2 separate regions of the Triticum aestivum genome follow, and region 2 is linked to region 1. Evidence: chromatin contacts called from public Hi-C data. All regions are on one chromosome and are shown on one strand. The core of a region is the stretch at or near the end of the contact, and the rest is flanking DNA. Distances in the headings are between cores, read along the strand shown.

The links. Hi-C and Micro-C count contacts between places; a contact is called where the count stands out from the background.
Region 2: a Hi-C map of leaf shows a contact between it and region 1, with 4 times the contacts expected there. The contact joins the promoter of LOC123138268 here to the promoter of LOC123138266 in region 1. A contact is called at or near these places in 2 of 5 Hi-C or Micro-C datasets (both in leaf).

Annotation. Positions count from the first base shown.
Region 1 is chr6B:606,839,955-606,847,209 of IWGSC CS RefSeq v2.1, reverse strand. LOC123138266 reads right to left here and starts at 4,670. Exons shown (of 3, transcript XM_044558208.1): 1 at 4,208-4,670; 2 at 3,947-4,116; 3 at 2,812-3,291. The coding sequence starts at 4,481. The coding sequence ends at 3,193.
Region 2 is chr6B:607,433,275-607,440,529 of IWGSC CS RefSeq v2.1, reverse strand. LOC123138268 (nuclear-pore anchor) reads right to left here and starts at 3,318. Exons shown (of 48, transcript XM_044558210.1): 1 at 2,835-3,318; 2 at 2,603-2,749; 3 at 1,129-1,227; 4 at 771-899; 5 at 603-695; 6 at 439-504. The coding sequence starts at 3,140.

The DNA of each region.
Region 1 (7,255 bases), core at 3,421-5,920:
CCAGGTTCGGGCCCTCTCGATGGAGGTAAAACCCTACTCCTGCTTGATTAATATTGATGATATGGGTAGTACAAGAATGGATCTACCACAAGATCAGAGAGGCTAAACCCTAGAAGCTAGCCTATGGTATGATTGTTGTTCGTCCTACGGACTAAAACTCTCCGGTTTATATAGACACCGGAGAGGGCTAGGTTTACACAGAGTCGGTTACAATAGGAGGAGATCTTCATATCGTATCGCCAAGCTTGCCTTCCACACCAAGGAAAGTCCCATCCGGACACGGGACGGAGTCTTCAATCTTGTATCTTCATAGTCCAGGAGTCCGGCCAAAGGTCATAGTCCGGCCATCCGGACACCCCCTAATCCAGGACTCCCTCAAAGTATTTTCGGCTCGTTCCTCGACGATCGCTACCAGGTGAGTGATCGGCGGGAGATTGATTTCCCTCTGGTCAGTTTTAAGCCCGATCTGATCATAGTCTATTTTTTTGTGACTAACCGATCATAGTCTATTGAAAGGCCCAGGGCAGTGATGCGATCTAGCAGCTCGTTTAAGGATGAGATGTCCGCCGAATCTGTCTTTTCAAAGTATTCGAGACCGATGTGGGGGTGGTGTTTGGCGATCGTGGGGAACGCTGTCGGCTTAATGGCCATGCGGGCACCCACAAAGAAATCGATGAGCTGGAGGATCTGTCCTGAAGTTAAGCTCCTTCCAGAAGTGATGTCGTTGTTGATGACAAGGCGAGCCATAGATTGCTTTTCGTGACTACACAATGGAGCTCTCAATGAAAGCACGAATGATGGTGTCAAAACCGGCAGATCTCGGGTAGGGGGGCCAAACTGTGAGTCTAAGAATCAATGGTAACAAGGGACAATGGGGACACGATGTTTACCTAGGTTCGGTCCCTCTTAAAGGAGGTAAAACCCTACGTCCTGCTTGATTGTATTCGATGAGTATAGGGGTTACAAGAGTTGATCTACCTCGAGATCGTAATGGCTAAACCCTAGTTGTCTTGCCTATGATTATTCTGATAGCCTCTACGGACTAAACCCTCCGGTTTATATACACATCGAAGGGGCCTAGGGTGGTACAGAGTCGGTTTACAAAGAAGGAAACAGTACATCCGGGCACCAAACTTGCTGTCCACGCATATAGAAGTCCTACCTGGACACAGGAGATAGTCTTCTGCTTTATCTTCACGGCTCATCAGTCCGGCCCATATTGAATAGACCGGACACCTGAGGACCCCTGAATCCAGGACTCCCTCAGTGATCACCTTGCAATAAAGAGTATTTTGATGTAAAAATGGTCATTATTTTCGAAAGGAGGATTACCCCCGCCCGTGGCAAATGATGCATACAACCATCTTTATTTCTTCCTCCGCGAAGAAACATAAGAGCGCTTAGATCACGTATATTTTTTTACCGAAGATGCCGTCATCGTTCGAACCGGAAGACCCAGATCTAGAGTTTCCCCTAGAGCAACCCGAGCATTGTGTCGCAACCTGCAACAACGATGCCTCGAGAAGGAAATGATGTCACAGACGCCACCGTCACCCTGATCTCGCAGCTGACTGGAACCGTACGAAGCCTTGTTGTGAAGACGAATGCCGCCGTCAGCACGCAGGCAGGGAGCCTCTAGCCGCCCCTCACCGTCCCTGCTGCAAAGTTCAAACTAATTTTCGGAGAAGCAATCGAATGGCGGGAAATCCACGTGCTGTCGTGCCTACGTGCCACAGATCGCTACCCGAACCGAGCACACGTTTGAGTTTTCGTGGAGTGGCAAATCTTCAAGTCGGCCAGACGCGGAAATTCGTGCGTACTCCGTGAATCTGAGGCACGCGCTTGAGTGTGCCGTGTGTTTGAGGAAACGGAAAGATGGACACGGGAGATATGGCAATGCTAGCCGTTGGTTGCTGTACATAGCTCCGTACGTGCTCCAACCGTCTCGATTTGTACTTCAGCAAGTACGTACTCCGTTGTCCGCTGTCAAGCATGACATAGCTTGCCCGATATGCCAGGCTAAGTCCGCCGGTGGCACTTCTCCACGGCACATGACACGAGCTAAACTCATCGTCGTCGTCCTTCTAGCGAGCTTCGTTCAGGGTTCTGATGAACAAGGAAAGCACGTAGTACATGTAACTTTTGCGCAGAAACACAATCCAAATCCCAGCTTAAAGCGAAGATTTCATTTCCGACCGCGGGCTCGGGCGCAGCCTGCAGGCGATCTCCAAAGCATATGATCACCCTGCATAATTGGCCTTTTGATGGATAAAGCGGCTGCCACCGCCAAGCTGCCACATACGGTTGATGCGTCCAGGACTGGCCAAAAGCTGCCACTTACGGAGGAACTCACCCCGCCATGGGAGGCTGGGTGGATCCATTTGGTGCCGGCCACATTAACTAGTGGTAAGCACAGTAGCTGATGCTGCCAGTATTCAATCGCCGCGAGCTGCGGTTAGCAACATGTAGGAGTAACTAACTAACAGCTTGGCCATTAATCTATGGTGGAAATGTCAGCTCCTGTGTTGTTCGGGGCAGCCCACAGAGAGCATGTGACCAACCACCATTGCCAAATGCCAAAGTGCCAAACAGACAGAGCTTAGGTACCGTGGGCGTCAAACTTTTAAACTCTCTGCAGGAGCATAAACTAATGTGCAGCGCCGACGCGAATCTGCCCAACGAGCTTCCAGCCCAAAAGGCTCTCCGCACGATTCCGTCCCACCACCTGCAGCCGCAGCTTGCAGGTGCGCCCACAGCCGGCGCCGTGCTTATGATTGAGAACTCGGCGCCAAGAATTGCAACAACAACACAGAGAAACGCCATCACTCATGAGAGGCCATGAGCATGAACGAGATCGATGCACAGGTGCATGTGCATTGGTACATGGCAATGGCATCATCTCTTGTATGGATGTAGTATTAGCTACTCGTGTTCTGAACTTCTTTCATGCATCTTAATCAGGTGCAAATGTATCAAGAGGAGTAAAAAAAAAAGCAGCCTCACTCTTACTAACAGATCCTGACGAGAAACCCTGAAAATGTACACGGACACGCTCCGATCGACGGAGCCGCTTCAGAAGCGATCCAACACAGATGTGGCAGCAACCCATGTGATGCGAGCTAGATTAATCTGTCGAGGCCCGGTGGACGCCGAAAATACAGAAGATCCACCGAGGGCTATGCATGGCCGGGCTCAGCTCGCGGCCTCGTCGATGCTGTGCAGCGAGGGCCGCCATTGCCGGTGCCGGGCGCCGGAGCTCCGGTGGCCATCTCCTCCGTCCTGGCGTGCCAACTGCAGTCACAGGTGTAGAGTAATCAGAAGATGGAACATTTGCATGTTGCCGCGGTTCAGAACAGAAGCAGAAAGGGATCTCGCAGACGATTCTTTGCTCCTGACACTAGTTGCGACTCTTCACTATTTTATTTACCATCATGATTCTTTTATCATTCTGCATCCCTCTATTTTAAGCACTAATTTCCCTTCTGGACGGTACATGGCATCAATCAATTGGATCCACAGGACCACATCTTGTTTTATGCATGTCAATTGGGGACTGAGAATTGTCAGTGTCAGGTACTCCAAACCGATTCTCTCCATTGAGCTAAATGCTAACGGTTTCTGCTGAAACTAGGCAGATTTTGCAGCTGCACAAATTCTAATGGCGATTACCCAAATAAAATTCATCTTCCGAGTGTTGCGTGTGGACGAACTGAGGAAGAAGACATGAGAATCGCGAGGAACAACTAACCAGTAGCCCTTGGAGGGAAGGCAATTAAAGGCGCATCAATCATGCAGAGAACGTGCATGGGGGCATCGGCGGAGGGGGAAATTATATGAGACCTGGTCTCATATAATTTTTTTCCGGCGGAGAGAGAGAGAGAGAGAGAGAGAGAGAGAGAGAGAGAGAAGTAGTTGGATTGAATAGAGCTCAAGTCCATGTAACCACCTGATCGAGACTCTCATCCAAGCTGGCCTCGTCGTCGTCGTCGTCGACGTCGTCACCGTCCGCCGCCGGCCGCAGCTTGCTCTGCCGCGTCGACGACTCCAGCTGCTGCAGCTGCTGCCGCGCCTTCCTCAGCTTCTCCTCCTTCCTCGCCTGCACCGCCTTGGTCACCTCTGCGCGCACCATTTTTCCATGCCATGTTAGCAGTGGGCACAGCATGGAGGAGAAGAGGCAGAGGACGAGAATCGGTGACTCGAAGCCTACCGTTGGCGGTGATGAGGCGGTAGACGTGGCCGAGGAGGAGCGTCTCCTTGGGCTTGAGGAGCTTGACGCGGGTGAGCCGCACGGTGCGGCGGGCGCCGCCGCCGTCGGCGTCCTGGCGCTCCTCGGCGACCCGGAGCGTGACGAGCGCGACGTAGTGGCCCGGGTTGGCGCGCATCACCTCCGCCGCGGGGGTGGACCAGTAGAGCCGCTCCACCCGCCCGCCCGGGTGCTGCACCACCGCCGCCGCCACCTCCGCCGCCTGGCAGTTCCCCATCCCCGCTCACTCCGGCCCGCCGCAGCCGCACACGGGCACACACACGCTCCCCGTGACCAGAGCTGGGTGCTGGTCCTATAGCTTGGCTTAGCCTGTGCCGGCCGGGGAAACGTGGGCGAGGGAGAGCGCGAGCAAGTGGCGAGCGTGTGGTGCGCCAGTATTTTATAAAGAGGAGAGAGAGCAACGGCTCGGTTGCCGAGGTGGTGCCGTGGTGGTGGTACATATCCCGTCCCGGTGACCGGTTCGATCGTTTTCGACCTCGCGATCACCACGTGAACAGACGCTGTCAGGTACTGCATTTTTGGGTGCACCGCTCGTCGGAGACGTCAGTCTGCGGCCGGCGTAGCAACAAACGGCGAGAGACGGAGACCGGCCGCATCTACAAAACGATTGCTTTTCGTGGGCCGTCGTGTACGGATGACGGAGATCGGCCGAATTAACCAGTTTTGCTTCCATCTACTATCTATCTATCTCCCCGAATTAATTGAATTCTATGCACTCGATCAAGCAAAAGTTGCTGGTTTGGCCGAGCTGATCTTGACACTGGGCCTACATCCACCCCGCTAAAAATTGTTTGGCATTCATCCGTGCAGTTTTTGTTGGTCGTCGTGCACTAAACTTGAAGCAAAATGTTGTGCTCTGGCAGTGCTAGTTTTGTTGCTATTCACCTGCACGAGAATTTTAAAGTGCACCGCAACAGCAAGAATTAAAAGCACCACGCACCGAATGACGTTAGTGGGAGCGCAAACTATACATGTATGGTGCAACCGGAAGTCCACTCTCAAGCATGAGCCCCTTGCAGTTGCATTTCCAAACTAAACCATTCATGAATGGAATGCCACGGAGAGGCCCCGTGATAAATGCCACACATCGTGGCTCAATATGCATACACAACTCATGACTGATCTCCCCGCAAAAAACAAAAAAAAAAACTCATGACTGATCTGCCCTTGTATCACTATTCTATGATGGCTTGTTAAGCTCGTCATCATTCTTCCTCTCCGTGCTGCCCCCTGGTGATGCCAGGGATGGGCTTATAAATTCGGATGACAATTCCCCTGCCCAGCTCCCAACCAGCATCGCCCTGGAAACAAGCCAGTCCAACGCAGTATCTTATGCGGGATTGTTCCCAGCAGGCATCACTTCTCTTTGAAGAAAGAAGAAAATAGTGATGGGCGCGTTTTATAATGGACACAAATGCCGGTTGCTGGAGAGAAGAAATGTGATCTGCACAGATGCGGCTAGCCATCGGACTCGTCAACTCGTCATGGGTTTTCCTTATGGCTAGGGCAACCATTAATTAAGCCGCTCCTGTGTGCTTATCTCGTCTGCTTAGTGGTGGTGGCGCAATTGGTGTTCACGTCCGCGCCGGCGCGGTCAACACCGCGCCGGCGAGGAAGCTGTCACGGCGGGTCAGGCGTCCGCGTCGACCTGCACGGTGTCGGGATCAGAGTCGCGTAGCCCCGCGGGACTGAATTTATGAGGCCATGTGCGCCACTCGCTCCCTAGCTCCGATGCCCTGCCCGAGTCGGCGTCTCGCGCTGGTGCGCGCGCCCTCGGCTCCATGGCGTCCGCCGTTTGTACTGAGGCCGATCGGACTCGGGCGTGGCGGTGCGTGGCGTACGTAGGAATTCATTGTCCATGTGTATGAGCACAGGAGGGAGGCGGTGATGGACTGTTGCGCGCACGGGAAAGTCGCCTCTCCAATAGATTTCCGACGCCGATGTGACCGTGTGAGGTGAGGCGAGGCCATGTCCTGTCCGCATCGCCTCGTCGAGGATTCAACGAGCGCCGGAAACCGGCCGTAAATCCTGCGCGGCGCGCCGCTGGTTTTCACATGCGTGCTTCGGCGGGTGAAGTGAACGAGATGCGATGCGAGCTCCGGTCGACGTTGCTCGGGATCTCGGGTGGACGTTTTGGGTGCGCAATCGATGATTCGGGGAAGGAAAACGACGAGTTCGCACCGATGCTTTCGCCGCGCGGGAATCCCACGGTGCGGTGTACGGCTCGTCTTCTCGTGGCAAGTTGTGTGCGTGATGCTACGTGCATGTCGCGGTCGTACGTGTCTTGAGCTTGACCATGGCGAGCGATTAAGTTCACGGGCGCGATGGCGCCATGGATGGATGGATGTATGGGCCAGCTGAACCTGCAGGCCCGTCTGAAATGATTTCCCCAATAATGCGTACAGCGTACCTACTGCGGTATAGCAGTGCCCGTATGCACCTGACCTGACCCGACCCTGACCGTATGTTTATCCATACAGTGCATAGGGCTCGTTTCCCTAGCTTTCACGAACCATGCTCGCCACGAGATCCAAAGCCTGACACTCTGCCAGGAGATTATATTAGTACCGGTAGAAGCTCATGCACACTGCAGTATACATACTGTACCAAACACAGCTAACCCTTAACACTGGACTGCTATAGCATCTGCCGTATCCACCTTTTTTCAGCTGTTACGGAGCCCTGCCAGCCTCATCATCGCCGGCCGATGGCCTTTTCCGCCTGATCGTTGTCAGTGTGAGCCACAGCAGACCCGTGCCCGTGCAGCGACGATTGGCGGCATCTGGGGCGGCTACTCTGTCAGGTTCCACCGGAGTCATCAGCCGAGCACCCCCTAGCTGTCGAACGGTGGACGGAAGCAATGATCGCTACCGGGATGGTCCTTCGCTCGTTCGTTGCTTCCTGCTGCTTGCCCGTTTCCTCCGTTCGTTTCATACTTGCCGTTTCCACTGGTAAAACCGTCGACACCGTTTTGTTTTGGTGTTGTTTTAG
Region 2 (7,255 bases), core at 2,069-4,568, 590 kb before region 1:
GGGATAAGAAGCTGCAAATGCTTCTGCTCTCTGACTTAGCTTAGAAATTTGTTCAGGCAAATATTTTTCCCCTATATATCAATATAACAAGGTGCAATGCTTGTTGCTTTTTCTCAAGAAGAAGATAAACATACTTGGGGTTCAATTGGCTTAGACAATTTCTGTGAAGCTGAATTCCTTATACTAGAGCACATAATGAACATAGATCTACAATGCCTTCTAAGACTAGTACTATGTGTCGTGTGCCAAAGCGAAATTACTCAAGGAGCTCGACAATTTCCAAATCGTCAAAATATAAAGTGAGCAAAGCAAATTGGAAGAGCATCTAGGATATCTGATACTACTAAGAAGGCAATTGCACATCTAGATACAAGTAATAAGATGAGATAAACTTAATAGACAGCGGAGGTTGGGGGGGGGGGGGGGGGGGGGGCATACAGTTGAAAGCTCAGCGCCAAGGCGTTGCTCATTAGCAGCTGCAGCATCCTTTGCTGAGAGTAGCTCCTACAGTCAACAAAAGATGAAATAGTAAAAGTTAGCTGGGTTTTTAGGGAATAGCAAAAGTTAGATGATAGAAATAGCATAATCATCAGAAGTTATACCTTCTCCATATAAGACACTCTTTGCTCAAGCTCAGAAATCCGTTCTTTGCTTCGCCTCAAGGAACTTGTAGATTCAGAAATCTCTCTTTCAAGCTGATAACCAGAAATCAGGTTCATGTTTTCTTTCCTGTATCTGTCACATGAAGTATTAAATAAGAAGAAAGTAACCTCTACAATCTTTGCTGACATCCGAGACTCCTCATCCATGTTTGCCTTTCTTAGATCAGATAGATTCTTTACTTTTGCTTTCAGTTCCTCATCAAGCCAGAGATTATGCTTTTCAAGAAGCTCCTTCTCCTAATAAGGGAAGTAATAAAAATAAGTAAGAAACACCAATTGGTCCATGAAAAACAATTGCTCAGGAACTTCCTTGAATCTTAGTATAACAATGAATAACCAAAGAGCAAACGAAGGCGATGCGGTGTACAAGAGATTTATAGAGAACTGAAATAAGGCTTGGTAGAACATTATACTAAAACTTGCTTCTAAAGTTCTAAGCATTCCCTAAGCCTTTTTATATGTATACCTGTTCAATGCGGTTGCATGTCGCCTGGCAGTGAGTTAACTTAGCTTCAACCTCGTGTATCCTAGCCTCTTTACCAGCAGAAGAGTCAGCCTGATTTACCTGAAAAGACGATAAAAACGGTATGCCCACTTAATTTTATGCTATAAAACACAAAACAGCAAAGGTCTTTCCACGACAAAGGAGCATGAAATCTCAATTGAGTTTATAAAAGGCTTAGCTTGCTAGAGTGCAAAGATAAAATAACGCTCATGATAGGGGCAAAAATGATATAACCCATATATCCACACCGCCAGCAAGAAAAAAACGCAATAGATACTAATACATAGCATATCACATTTTTAAAATTTTCAAGATTGTCTGATGGAAAAACTACAGATAAGTTATTCAAGAAAAAGAGTGAGAGGTCTGACGATATGGCAGAACTCTTAAATAGCTCCACTTCAGTTAAACTGACAAGAGATCGAACATTCAGCTTTTCAAATGGGCAGATAGTTCATGTAATAATGCTATAAAAGAAAAGCAGATGTAGCTATGTTATATAGACAGTGGAAAACTAACATTTTAAGTCTGTTCATGAAACAACATCAAATCTACATGTCATTATTTATTACAAATTATAATATATTTGAATGTAAGAGCAGCTCTTCATGAAACAACATAATATCTACCAAGCTAACGTCAAATCTACATAGCATATAATAGCCGCCGACTATGGAGGTACTGTATCAGCTCAACCGAGATAATATGTAGAAAACACAAACCACTAAGATGTAAGAGAAGTTTTGTAAGATGTCTCACATAAGTAATCAGGTGTGTCATAAAAACTTAACAAAGACGTGAAATAACGTATGGTAGAGACAGATATAGATGTATACCTACAAGCAAATCAAGTTAAGATCAAATATATTGCTCAGAATGCAAATTTGACTTTTGGACATCCATGCCTTCCAAAGGGATGGCCCCATGGGTAACTGATCGATAAAGTCATAACCAACTAACGAAAATGATTCATCCAGTCAGTCAAAGAAGTTATTCCAATAAATTTACTGGTGAAAACCAGCAAGAACGTCCATAATATGCAGTTGCTTGCGCATTTTTTTGCATGTACATTGCACCATATGGTGCTAAGCAAACCAAATCAAATCAAATCCTCTCTCTCCCTCTCTCTTGAGGTACGCAAAAATCTGTTCTAAAGCAGGACAAGTTACAGAAACAAGCTGCACTAATTAGCATTTAGGCAGAAACAAACCTATAGTTAAACTCAATAACAAAATCCTCAAGCGGCAACCAGTAACCAGTAGTCGGTACTACCAATGTATGATCCTAGAAACTACATTGTCCTGCACACCACCATATCAGATTGCACCAAGCGACAATTTGTTCAGGTGATCATGTACTCTCAACTCGCTCTACAACCAGTTTGATGACTGCTGCATATTACTAGTAGAAGTGTGAGGGCGTTAGGGTAGCTCACCATCTTATCATGGTAACTCTGAATGACGTCATCCTTCTCCCGTATCTCTGCGTCCCTCTGCTCGATCAATTCCAGCGACTGGCACTTGGACTTGTGCAGCTCCGAGATTTCCACTTTGAGACGCTCAACCTCGCCATCCTTTGCAATCTGCGACATCAGCAACACAAGTGGTCAGTGCAGGAAGCTTCACCAAACAAAATGATCAGTCGCCCAAAAAATCTAGGGTTCGTACTGCTTGGATGCGGAGCTGGTGTATCTCGGCCTGGGAGGAGGCGAGGTCAGCGGCGCGGCGCTCGGAGGCGGCGGTGAGCTCGGCCGCCTCGGCCTGGTACCGATCGACCTCCGCGGAGAGGGTGGTGAAGCGCTGCTCGAGGAGGGCGCAGGTCTGCTCGGCCGCGATGGCCGCAGCGTCAGCCTCGGCGCGCACGGTGTCGACCTGGTTCCGGAGCTCGCGGATGGCGGCGTCGGCCCGCTCGGCGACCGCGGCCACGTCCCCGCCGAGGAGCCGGAGCTCCTCGTCGGACATGAAGAGCGGCATCGCCGCGGGCGGGGTGGAGCGAGCGGGAGCCCTAGCCCCGCCGAGATTTCGGGGTGGCCTCCAGAAGGTTCTAGGGTTTCCCCGCGGGGAGGGGGCGAAGGGTGGTGGCGGTGCCGCAAGCGGAGGGGGTGAGCCGAGTTGAACTGGAGAATGGAGACGGGCGAGACGCCAAACGGCGAAAGCGGAGGCAGCGATATATCGGGAGGACGGCGTGCTGGGAGCCCGGCCTGGTTACCGACCTCAGGTGTCCGGCCTGTATTTGCGACGTGGGCTGGAAACGAGATGGCGGCTGCCGGGCTCCGTGTAACTTTTTGTCTTGTTTTTTCTTTTACTTTTTTTGTCTTGTTTGTTAATGTGAGCCATTTTTTAAAATGCGGGGCGTCAAATAGGTAGACGGAGCCCGGCACTGTAGCAAACCGGTCTACTATAGTGAACCGACTCATTGTAGCAAACGGCATACTATAGCAAACTATTTTGAAAAAAGTGAACACATTTTGAAATCTCAAAAAAAATCAAATTTATGAATTTATAATTAAAAGAATATTTTAAAAATTGTGACCTTTTCGAGGAAAAAATGAGAAGAGAAGAAGAGAACAGAAAAAGAACAAACCAAAACCAAAAAAACAGTAAAAGCAGAAAATGGAAAATCGGTAAAAATATTGGACTGGAACCCTTCAGAAGTTCCCAAAAACGGAACCAATGTCGAATCTACAAAGCATTTGAATGGGCCGACCAGCTCGGTTCCTCTTGTGCAATACGCTAGCAATTTGATGTGTCACATAGGATTTACCACGCGTACACTCGTTGACTTCGTTATGTGACTAGTGGACAAGTTCATATCACTTGTCTTTCTGGTTTTTCAGGAAAACCTATTCCGCCTGGGTAGCCAAATAGCGCCCACGCGCATACCACCCGCCCATTTGAAGCTTCTTTTTGTTTTTTCTTTCTGTTTTCTTAAGGGTTATTTTTTGTTTTTGTTTTCTTTTCCCCTTTTTCTTATTCATTTTCTTATTTTAAAATTTGTGAAGCATTTTTAATTCGTGATTATTTTAAAAAACTTGAGTTTTTCAAATGCATACACATTTCTTAAGAATTTTCATATACTTTATGAACTTAGAATATTTTTGCAAATGCATGAACAGTTTTTGTTTATGAATGTTTTTTTTTATTTTCATGAATATTCAACCATGAAGATTTTTTGAATTCACATAAATTTTTAATTCATGGATATTATTAAAATTCATGAACATTTTTTGAATTCATGAAAATAAATTCCAATTCACGAACATTTTTTGAATTTATGGATATTTTTTAGAACCACATTTTTAAATTTGTGATCATTTCTTAAAATTAATGTATAATTCTTTTATCCATGAATATTGTTTTAGTTTCTCTATATTTTTCAATTTGGGAACAAATTTTAAACAATATTATGATTTAAATCTATCAAAATTTGAGCCATTTTTCCTTTAGCCTTAGTGTCAGGGGAAAACGAGACCAGAGAAACCATACAGTGAGCGAGGCGAATCGATGGGCCCAACCCATGGCGCCTCATAGCGACGCAGAGTGGTGCATGCCCGACCACGTCCTGCTCTACCACTTTTGCAGAGCCAGCGAGGATTACGTCAGGCTACCCAAGTTGCTCATGAACCGGCGGTATACCTTCACAACGGTAGACACCTCCGATGACTCCTAGGTACTCATGAACTCCAACATGTTTGTGTTCACAAGCGAAGCTCTCGGTAGGGCGAGGTGTGGCGCTCGCCCTACCTTGATTTGGAGCGATTTTTTTATATAGGTGCACGTATAAGCCAGATCTGATCGATAAATAATCATGAGAAGAAAATTCGTCGTCGTCCCTGTTATTGGGCCTTATTGGGCCGGATGCAATACGTGCACCAAGCAAATAGCGAACGAGAGAGCAGGCTTCTCGACCTCCGATACGCACGGTCAATGCTTTGTTCCTCTCGCTTCAGAGTCCAGAGAGTCCAGACAAGAGAGGAGGAACCCTAGCCGCCTAGCCGGAGCAGCCACGGAGCGAGTGTCGTGCATTTCCGACGTCCAGCAGCAGCAGCTCTCATTTCCGGCGGCCAGCAGCAACGGCTCCCGATCCCGGCGGCCATCAGGGGCGCGCATGCGGGCGGGGCCGGCGCCCAGGGCTGCAGTCCGCGTGTGGACGACATCGATGTCGGTTCAATATCAGGTGTATCTCATAGTAGGGGTCCTAAGCTAGGCGTCTTGGAACGATGGTAACATGGACACGGGGTTTTACCCAGCTTCGGGCTCTCTTGATGAGATAATACCCTACATGCTGCTTTTGATTGTATTCATATGGGTGTAGTACAGAGTACACGTATCTACCACGAAATTGTAGTAATGAATATGAGATTGTCTATTGACTAGCCTGGCATCGGTTTATATAAGACACCGGAGGCTTAGGGTTTAGGAGAGTCCTTGTTTTGGGCGCCAAGTCTTGTGGAGTCTTCCTTGTATGCGGCAGGGGTTGTCCGAACTGGCCCATGAGTATACGGCCATGGGGGTCCTCGGCCCAATCCAACTGATCGGGAGACGACGTGGTGAGTACCCCCTAGTCCAGGACACCGTCAGTAGCCCCCTGAACCGGTCTTCAAGTTGGGGACGCTCCTCGATTCTTCCGAACTGTTCTTCATCTTCGGTCATCGGTCTTGAAAGCTGGTTTAACAAATCTTCTCATCTTTGATCTTGAGGATCGCCGAAATGCATCCGAAGAGTTTACACATCGGGTATCCGAGGAGCCCCTTTAAGCTTTCGGCCTTTATCAATGCCTTGTTATTTTTATGCCACACCTCAGGTTTGGAGTTGTTCCCGGGCGGCAGTGTCCTCTTGCGTCCGAGCTCCAACGCCGGACTGCATTCGAGGTATCTTTTGCAGCCAAGCACCAACGCCGGACCGCTTCCGAGCTCTAACGCTGGAATGTATTCGAGCTCCACCGCCGGAATGTATCCGAGCTCCACCGCCGGACTGTATCTGAGGAGTATTGTTACAGCCGAGCTCCAACGCCGAACTGCATCCGAGCTCCAACGCCGGACTATGTCCAAGGTGTCATAGATCACCTTGGTTCAAAAAGGTTGAAGGAGCTTAGCCGAGCTTAATGCTAGAAATGCCCTCTATGGAGCCAGCCACCAGCGTCCGAGCTTTATGCCGGACTACTTCCGGGGTGTCTATTGTAGTCGAGCACCAACGTTGGACTGTATCCGAGGTGGTGCACCACCTCGGCCATGGGCTGATTTTTATGAATTTAATTCCGAATTGTGCAATGTAATCTCTATCGAGATGTATAGCCAGTAGCCCTCAAGGTGCGTGTTGGCCTAATATCCGGGATGCACCCGAAGGAAAAAAACAAACCGTTGACCCTAGTAGCCCCTGAGACTCAAGTCGATTCATAAAATCAGTATGAGGATCAATTCCCAGCTCAGCAGCATACTTAGGAATAGAAACGCGGTGTGCAAAGTCCTCGAGACTCAGGTTGGGTGCGGCCGACCAACCTGAGGATAATAATCTCCTCGAAAACTATATTGCACTTTAAATTTTCTGCATTGGATTGTCAATGAAGTAGCCCCCGAGACATTGGTCGGGTGGCAACACTAGATCAGGGGATCGATGTACCCCTTTAATATTTGTAAATGATAAGCACGAAGCCCAGTAGCCCCCCAGCCTTAATGTGGGCATGGGTGTTGGGGATCGTAGCAGAAAATAAAAAATTTCTACGCATCACCAAGATCAATCTATGGAGTCATCTAGCAACGAGAGAGATAGGAGTGCATCTACATACCCTTGTAGATCGCGAGCGGAAGCGTTCAAGAGAACGGGGTTGATGGAGTCGTACTCGTCGTGATCCAAATCACCGAAGATCCTAGCGCCGAACGGACGGCACCTCCGCGTTCAACACACGTATGGAGCGGAGACGTCTCCTGTGCCTTGATCCAGTAAGGAGGAGGGAGAGGTTGAGGAAGATATCTCCAGCAGCAGCACGGCGGCGTGCTGGTGATGGAGAGGCAGTACTCCGGCAGGGCTTCGCCAAGCTTCTGCGGAGGAGGAGAGGTGTTGGGGAGGGGAGGGGCTGCGCCTTGGAGGTG